2 separate regions of the Mus musculus genome follow, and region 1 is linked to region 2. Evidence: chromatin contacts called from public promoter capture Hi-C data. All regions are on one chromosome and are shown on one strand. The core of a region is the stretch at or near the end of the contact, and the rest is flanking DNA. Distances in the headings are between cores, read along the strand shown.

Region 1 (4,137 bases), core at 264-2,763, 920 kb before region 2:
GAGAGGTCTCCCCCCCCCCCCAGCATTTGGCACGGTTTGACATTCAGTTTTAGAGATGGGAGGATCAGCCAGGCTGCATCTCAGAGTAGAGGCAGAGGTGAGCAGAGATGGAACACACAGGCCAACCCCTTCATTGACATCTCGCCTTGTGTAAGGCTTTGTGGGCCACCCCCCATGGTGCGTGTCTGTTTGTGTGTTCCATCACAGGTATGTCTAGTGAGAGTTGGGTTTCTGCTCTCAGAGATCCAAGTGTATATGGCATGTGTCTAAACTGATGTCATTGTGAGACTGTTCTGACACCTGCAAGGCTGGGGGGTTGTAGCCTGAAAGGGCCAGAAACCAATGGGGAGGGGGTGCCCCCCGAATCTCTCACTATTACCATCTTTCCTTTTTTTTCCCCCAGAGAAGGTAAGTTTGGGCTTGGGTGGGGCCAAAGGGCCAGTTAGAGGTGCCCAGCAGTGGCAGGGTTGCCTACATAGAGGAAATCTCCAGGCAGGTGGGTCGGTGGAGGCCTGGTTTGGCATCAGTACTAGTGGCCTCCTGTCCTAGCCCACGGGGATGAGTCTAGGGACTGCGGGCACTTGGACAGTTCAAGGGTGAGCTAAATCTTGAGTGCCAAACACCATGGCACCTTACTTTGGGGTTCCCCTGCCCCAAGGCACAGGCTCCGGGGGAAGGGACCCAGGTCCTTCAGGAGAGAGTGGCCAAGGCTCTAGATTGGGGAATGTGGAATGGGAGGGTGAGCGAAAGGCTAGGAGGCCAAGGCGGGGGTATGATGTGTGTGTGTGGGTCGCTCAGAGGTGGCGAGAGGCAGCGAAGGAGTGGACTTGAGGCTGCGGCCGAGGTGGCAGGCCCAGGAGGAGCAAAAGCTGCAAGGAAACCAAGACGCCCAGCGACGGAGGGAAGGAGGCTCCGCGGCCACAGTCTGAGGTATCTTCCTGCAGGAATGGAAGACAAGGAAGCGGTCGGTATCCACCCGGCTCAGGCTCGCAGATGTCAGTAGCGTCGCTCCCCCAACTCACCGTCGCATTGTAGTCAAAACAGATGTGCGGACCTCTTCGGTATCTCGGTCTCTGCACCAGCTCACACTGCTCCGGGCCGTCCGCTGGGCATGGGTGGGGAGTCAAGGAGGCGGTGGCAAAGACGTGGGGGTGTGGGGGGGAGTGCAGGGCAGGAGGGGAGTGGGCGGTGGGGCGGGCGGGGGCAGGATACAGTGTGTCTCCTTCTGCAGCAGCCGGCCCGCCTCGCACTGGCTGCACAGCGGCTTCTCGGCCACCACGAACAGGAGATTGGTGTTGGTCAGTCTCTGCGCATGGAACAGCCTGGAGGGATGATCGGAGGGCGGAGCCTTGGAGGTTCGCTCCACCCTGGAGCCACCGCCCCGCCCACAACCGCCGCAGACCACGCCCCTTCTAACATGCCCCGCCCCTCGCTCTGCAAGTACCTGCTGCAGTTTCCGCAGTCAATGATGGCATTATAGGATGCGTTCACCGAGCCGAAGTAGTACTGGGTCTGTTTCATGACGCAGCTGCTCTCGCGCGTCTCGGGGCTGCCCTCAGCTTCTGCCGGGTCTGCGGGGCCCAGACGCCTCAGCCCCGCCCACAGACAATCGTCTGCCTCAGCTTGGCGCAGCCCTAAGCCCCACTCTCCTTGTGATCCGAGCATCTGTTCCCGCCCTGGACACAGATTTGGGGCCAAGCATCCTAAACCCTACTTACCTGCCTGGAACCAGCTGTGATAGATGAGACCATAGAGTAGCTGCTGGAATAAGGACCTGTAGGGCACCGGGCACCGAGTACCGGCGGTCAGCAGGTGGTCAGTGCCTTACAGACCTCCTTTACCAACCTCTCCTCCAGGACTCACCAGGCGGCAGCAGAGGTCCACCAGGCCAAGTTAAGGAAATCTGCAATGGTGGGCTGCAGTGGAGAGAGGAGCACAGTCGCCTCTGGTTCTACATCACCCTGGCTCTCTAAAATGTTAGCGGGGAGGTCACTATAGGCGGGTTTCCCAACCCTTAATCTCCGGGTATTTCTAGGAGCTTACCACAAAGACACCCCGGGGTGCAGCACCCAGGTTCCCAGGAGGCTGAGGGGCACAGGCTGCCTGATAGTCATAGGATTCCTTTCGGGTGTAGAAGGAGTTATTGTACAGTGCCAGCATCAGGTTGGCATCCACCTCACTGAAGAATCTGCCAACCTGGGGATGCAGGGAGAGATCCATAGTCACAGGGCATGCTCTAGAAGGCTCTGACCTACACCGTCCTTCCATTTTCTTCCTGACCCTTACCTGGTCCCACTGATGGTTCTGGTTTGACAGCACCAGGAACCCTCCGTCATCAATGAGGACACAGAGTAGATCCTAAGAGGTAGGGAAGGGAGGTAAAACTGGTGAGGGGGCCCACCTCGGGCTACTTCACGCTCTGGCAGTCCAATGGTTCGGAGTGAGGGGCATCACTCCTCTAGGTCTGGCAAGAAGAGGGAGTCAGGGTAGGGGTGTCAAGATGGAAAGGCTAAGGGGCAGGCTAGGAGTCACAGTTGAGACCAGGGAGCCTGGGGATGAGGGAAGCTGGGATCCAGGGCAGAGTCAGAGCACACGCACCTCGTTGTTAACCTCGCAGTCCATCTCACAGTGGCTGCTGGGGCCGCACTGCTGGGCAGAGAATGGGGGCTGTAAGATGCCCACCAGTGTCCCTCATGTCTGTTACCCCAGGCCATCTGTGGCACCTCCTGCCTTCCCAAAGGTGCTGGAGCCAGTCTGAGTGGCAGGCTTGTTAGGAGTCCATGGAGACACCAGAGGGGCCTTACTCCCCTTCCCCTGCCCAAATACCTTCTGAGGTTGGTCCTGATGGGTACGGTTGCTGGCCAGCACCTTGAACTTTTCAGCCCAAGCCTCTAGGTCCAGTTTGACACCCACCACTGTGGGAGAGAGCAATGGTTATGTGGACTACCTGCCTGGTCAGCATCCTGACTATTGCCCCAGCCCCACCTCAGTCTCAGCATTCACCTGCTGGCCTCAGTGTGCGACGACCTAGACTGAGCTCCACAGCTGTGCTGACGAGGACACCTACTGTGTCATTCTCCAGCTCCAGTGGTCTTAACAGGGCTGGGGTAGATGAATAGAGCAGTCAGGAGTGATGGCTGACCGTACTGGCCACTCTAAAACTGGGCCCTACCAAACCAGGGCTGGACCCAGCTTAAGCCTATAGCACCTCATACAGTGTCTGGCTTAGCTTTTCTCTTTGACTATCAGGCAGCCTGTGCCCCTCAGCCTCCTGGTCTCAGTTAAGGCCTCCCCATCTGCTGCTGGGTATGGACAGACACTCACAGTCCTGGTGTGGGGGCTTGAAGATATAACCATGGTTATCCAGGCTGCGACGGTAGAAGCTGGCATTGAAGGGTTCAGGGTTTTCTGTCCAGTCTTCGGCTGCCCTAGAGCACCCAAGACAGGCAGAGCTCAGTGGGCATACGACTGCACACCATAAGGCAGCTTGTGGTGTACAATGGTCTTGGCAGTGCTGAGGCCTCAGGGTAGTGAAGTCATGGCAAATTCCCAGACAGGGAGAGTTGTTGCCGCGTGTCACTTACTTGTTCGGGAAGACACGTGTGATGCCACCATCAGTGGCAGCAAATACGGCTAGCAGGCTGTACCTGGGGGCAACAGGAAGATGGGGTCACAGGCTCACCGTCTTCTATTGTGCAAGGCCGGGGCCTCTGGGCCAACCCCAGCCCCCTGCTATACATAGCCATAATAGCCTGGGTGGTGGTGCATACGTGTTGAGATCTTGGTCCCGCCACACACGTTCCACTAACTGCTGTGTAATGCCCGTGTCCAGAATCAAGTTATGAAGAAGGAAGTTATTACCTGGAATAGGGCAGATGGAAAGGTGTCTTAATGTAGAGCCATGACATCCCTGCCTCTCATCTCTAGGGCTCTGGGGAAAGCCTTCTGTACGCCCTTGGTCCAGGCCCTGCCTGCTTGTCTCCAGACCTGTGTACTGGCCTCCCTCCCTTCTCTTTGCCCTGACCCCAGACCCTGCCTACACTCAGAGGTCCCGCCCTATACTCACACTGCTTGGAGTCCGGAGTCACTTTCTCCATGAGCTCGATGAAGTTCTTCAGGAACTCGGTGTTGTTGTCC
Region 2 (4,130 bases), core at 882-3,381:
CCAGACTCCAAGCAAACTGACTCTGACAGTTTTGGACAGTGTTTACTGTTTTAGGTGAGGGAATTTTTATTTTAAGTACCGAAGACCAAACCCAGGGCCGCATAAAAACTGAAAACGTGCCCACCTTCTCTCTGAATTATATATCCCCAGTGTTGGCTTTTTAAAGTAAATGTTACCATGAAATTGCTTTTTTTATTTTCCTTTTTTTATTTTTCAAAGCATGTCAGCATGCCTTCCAGCCGCTTGGGAGACCATGGTCTCCAGCTATGACGTGAGCGGTTACACTCTCCGCATGCAAGCCCACCGTGGTTGCTTGTCTCAGGCTGGGCAGCAATGGCCTAAGAGATTATAGACTGAAGCCTCTGAACACATGAGCTGAGATAAACCCTTTCTCTGCATAGGTTTGTTAGAGCACCAGAAAGCTGACTTGCGCGTAATGTGTTCTAATCTGCAAGTTATATTTTTCATCTCAGACGCTGTCATGTTCATCTCTAGGAGTTCGATATGGATCTTTAAAATATCTTCCATGTCTCTATATTTAAGCTTTTGACCATATGGAGTGCAGTTACAGTAACTGCTTTAATGTCCTTGCTTTCTAAGTCTGGTATTCAGGTCAGTTTTGATTGACATCTACCCGCCCCTCCCCAAATATGGGTGGTGTTTTCCTGTTTCTTTGCCCAGTGATTTTTTTGTTTGGATGCCAGTCAATGAGAATTTTTCTTTGTTAGATGCTAGATATTTTTGTGTCCCTAGGAATACTCTTAGGTTTTTTTTTTTCTTGAGATACAATCAAGATACTTGAAAACAGTTTGATCCTTTTAGATCTGGCTTCTCAGCGTTATTAAGGGAAAGCGAGAGTCACGGTTAGTTCTCCTTAGTCCCCACCCTGAGAGAGTCCATTCTGAGCCCCTTATCCAGCTTGTTGAGCTGTAGGCTGTGACCCCGTGGAATTGAATGTGGGGATTTCGCAATACTTAGCAGGAGGAATGGTTCCTGAAGGTGCAATGACCAAGACTTAATTCAACAGCTAAGGTGTTTTGTCAGAGCTTACCCATGTCGCAGCGCACACAACCCCAGAGCAGCTCTGGTTCTGAGCACACAGCACTGTGTGCTTCCTCTGCATGTCCCGTTGACTGTGGCAGGCAAGCATAGGCGATAGCTTGGTACCATGGAACCCCCATTTGGTTTGGGGTTATACACACACCCCTCCCTTGTAATAACGCACTAGGCAGTCCAGTTCCTTCACCTGCATGTATTATGCACACACACCCTCCCTCCCCAAACCATGTGCCTAGCAAACTCAGAACCCTCTGGAACCCACCCGCATTGGGCCGTGTATACTCCCATCTTTGTGCAATGTTATAAGTTAGACGGTGTCTACTCAAGTGTATTCCCAAAGTATCTAGGTATGAAGAAACACCAATCTGGCCTGAACTGGCTTACCATGTTATGTACCATGTATGCCTGTATACAGTTGGGCATGTATGTTGTTGGCATCAGGACATCCCAAACCTATGACATCACATAAGCAACAGTGCAACCTGTGACCCACAGACCGGTTGCCAAGACAACAGACATCATATTCCCAGCATTCACTTGGCTCACCTCCCACCTTTACTTGTGTTATGTCATTTTCCATATAAATAAGAAGAACACCCTTTCCTCACTTCTCTTTCTGCCACTACCTTGTCTCTCTCCCTTCCAATAAAACCTCTTCCATGCGGAACAGCTTTAGCCTAGTGTGCTGTCGAGACGTGACCCGCCATTCTAACACGTTACATGTAGTTAGTAGGATGTATAATGGGAAGAGGCATGTTCAGTAGAGAAAACATTATGCAGCCTATCAATAAAAATAGAAAACTACACAAACTACAGCCTTCAGTATCCAGCCCCTCCTCCTGAACGCATGAAAGGAATCCTTGAACAACAATGAAGGCCCTGAGTGCCCTCACTAACGTGTGCCCACTCTCAGTCCGGATGGTGAATCTTAGGACCTACCCTGTTGCTTTGTTCCAAATGAAAGTATCTGTCCCCGTTCACAATTCTGTATGAGCCTTGCCATGATTTTCAGTTCTTTGGATCAGACACCAAGAGCCTGGAAATATCTGGCCCTAAACCTAAGCCACTGGCAGCATCACCAGGCAACGGCAGCAAACACAGCCTGAGACAGCAAGGCTTGGGAACAGAGACTAGTGTGCTATGAGTTTCTGAGGTTTCTGCTCTTCCAGGATCAAAACCAAATGCTGAATATTTTCCTACAGTCACTCCTCAGCATGTATCAGTTTAATATATCTTTGGACTAGGTTATGTTAGAATGTTTAATTTGGGAAATTACTATTTTAGTGGCGGACTTGACTTTCATTATAACAACAACAACAAAAATCATTAGATAAATTTGGCTTGAGAGGAGGGCAGAATTTCCAACCATTTTTGAAAGACCCCTAAACATACTTTCGTTGTTTTGTGTGATGCTATTCATAAAAAAAGATGATTATAAGATCAAAATATTGACCAACTCTGGAGAACATCGACAATGTTCTGCATCTCACAGTGCTAAATATTGTGCCAAGACTTAACTCCTTATGCAAAACTAAACGAGCACACCCATCTCACTAGCATACAAATTTGATTCATCTTTAATGCATGATGAAATCCCATGTATAATGCACCCATGCTTATTTAAAATAAATTTCTACATGATTTATTATCAGTAAATAATTGCTTTGTATATTTTCTTTTAAATACTTAATATCCAGGGTCCCCTAAAAGTTTCCAGGTGAAAGGGGTTATGAGTAGAGAACCTGCTTTGTCCAGTGCCCCATACACCTGTTCTGGGTGTTGTCCCTGCCCCTGGATGTTGTCCCTGTCCCTGACCTGTCCTCAGTACCCGCTTTTTGTTGTTTTTACACCTGGTCTCAGGTAGTTTCCAGCAGGTCTGGATGATGCGCTCCTGAACATTCAAGGATGCATCATCTACAGATCTGTAAGCCTCTCTCTCTGCAGCTTTCTCCTTTCCCACAGTCTGCACCGTGAATCCCAGCCTCCTTGGCTCCCCTGGGCTCCCGGCCCCTTGACCTTAAGGCAGGAAGTCCACTCGCTTTCCTCCTTCCTGTGCCCAGACCCAGATACCCTCTCAAGCCACTGCTTCTCTGTCAGAGATTAGTGTCTGAAAAGTGTTTTTTTTCTAAATGCATGGGATTTACTCCAGTTGTCTCATCTAGGCAAGCAGGTGAGGCCAGCCCCCATGACCTTGCTTAGCTACATGTTCAAATCCTTTGTAATTCTTTTGTAAAGATTTTATTTATTTTATGTATGTGAGTAGACTGTAGCTCTCTGTAATGGGCATCGGATCCCATTACAGATGGTTGTGAGCCACCATGTGGTTCCTGGGAATTGAACTCAGGACCTCAGGAAAAAGAGTCAGTGCTCTTAACCGCTGAGCCATCTCTCCAGCCCTGTAATGCTTACTGTATGCTTATATACCGTACCCAGGACTTACAGCGGTGGCATCTGTGTGTGGGTCTCCCTCTGTCGGCATCTCCTAGGAGTCCGTCTATGAGCTGTGAGGAGATGGTACAGGGACAGCAGATCTTCCCTGGGAACTTCTCAGGTGAGGCCCATTCCCCTTGGTTTGACCTGATAATGGCTTTACATTGCTGCAGGGCATCGAGTTGTCCATAGTATTTATGCCCTTTCTTCCTTTTCTCTCATTTCTTCTTCTCCCTACTTACCTCTCACCAGTGCTGTTCTCTCACAAACAAAACAAAAACAAAAACAAACCATCAGTAGTGGCTGGTTATCTTCACATGGCTTTCTCTGTTGTGGATATAATCAAACCTGCCAGTCATTTTGTGCATGGGAGGTATATTGGCTAGTTTTCTTATCAGTACAACCAATAACCTTACAAGAAGCAACCTCAGAGAGGAGGGACTTATTTGGGCTCAGGGTTTAAGGCACAGTCCATCACGGTAGGCATAATGGCAGAGTAAGGCTGCTTGGTCACATCTCTGAAGATCAGGAAACAGAGGCAAGAAGGGTAGCCCTGCCCACCAGACATGACTTCATCCAGCTAGGCTCCTAAAGGCTCCACACCCTCCCCTAACAGCTCTGCCATCTGGGGACCAAGTATT

Evidence for each region. Promoter capture Hi-C pulls out the DNA fragments that hold promoters and counts their contacts.
Region 1: a promoter capture Hi-C map of hippocampal neurons shows a contact between it and region 2, with 2.5 times the contacts expected there. The contact joins two enhancer-like sites. A contact is called at or near these places in 3 of 39 promoter capture datasets (hippocampal neurons and liver).

Annotation. Positions count from the first base shown.
Region 1 is chr9:107,524,122-107,528,258 of GRCm38.p6, reverse strand. Cacna2d2 (calcium channel, voltage-dependent, alpha 2/delta subunit 2) reads right to left here. Exons shown (of 38, transcript NM_001174049.1): 24 at 4,067-4,137; 25 at 3,771-3,861; 26 at 3,585-3,647; 27 at 3,325-3,428; 28 at 3,004-3,102; 29 at 2,827-2,915; 30 at 2,599-2,646; 31 at 2,287-2,358; 32 at 2,044-2,196; 33 at 1,864-1,916; 34 at 1,719-1,774; 35 at 1,445-1,571; 36 at 1,213-1,322; 37 at 1,023-1,105; 1 more. The coding sequence ends at 795. Among named protein-coding and RNA genes, the nearest start is that of Tmem115, 7.8 kb to the left of the region's middle. Within about 2 kb of position 1,513, at least 118 of the 459 cell types and tissues checked have an H3K27ac peak or open chromatin away from gene starts, as enhancers often do. A contact at or near this core is called in hippocampal neurons, where this site is marked.
Region 2 is chr9:106,608,937-106,613,066 of GRCm38.p6, reverse strand. Gm39420 (a long non-coding RNA gene) reads left to right here. Exons shown (of 3, transcript XR_871142.2): 2 at 3,493-3,610. Among named protein-coding and RNA genes, the nearest start is that of Gm39420, 16 kb to the left of the region's middle. Within about 2 kb of position 2,131, at least 6 of the 459 cell types and tissues checked have an H3K27ac peak or open chromatin away from gene starts, as enhancers often do. A contact at or near this core is called in hippocampal neurons, where this site is marked.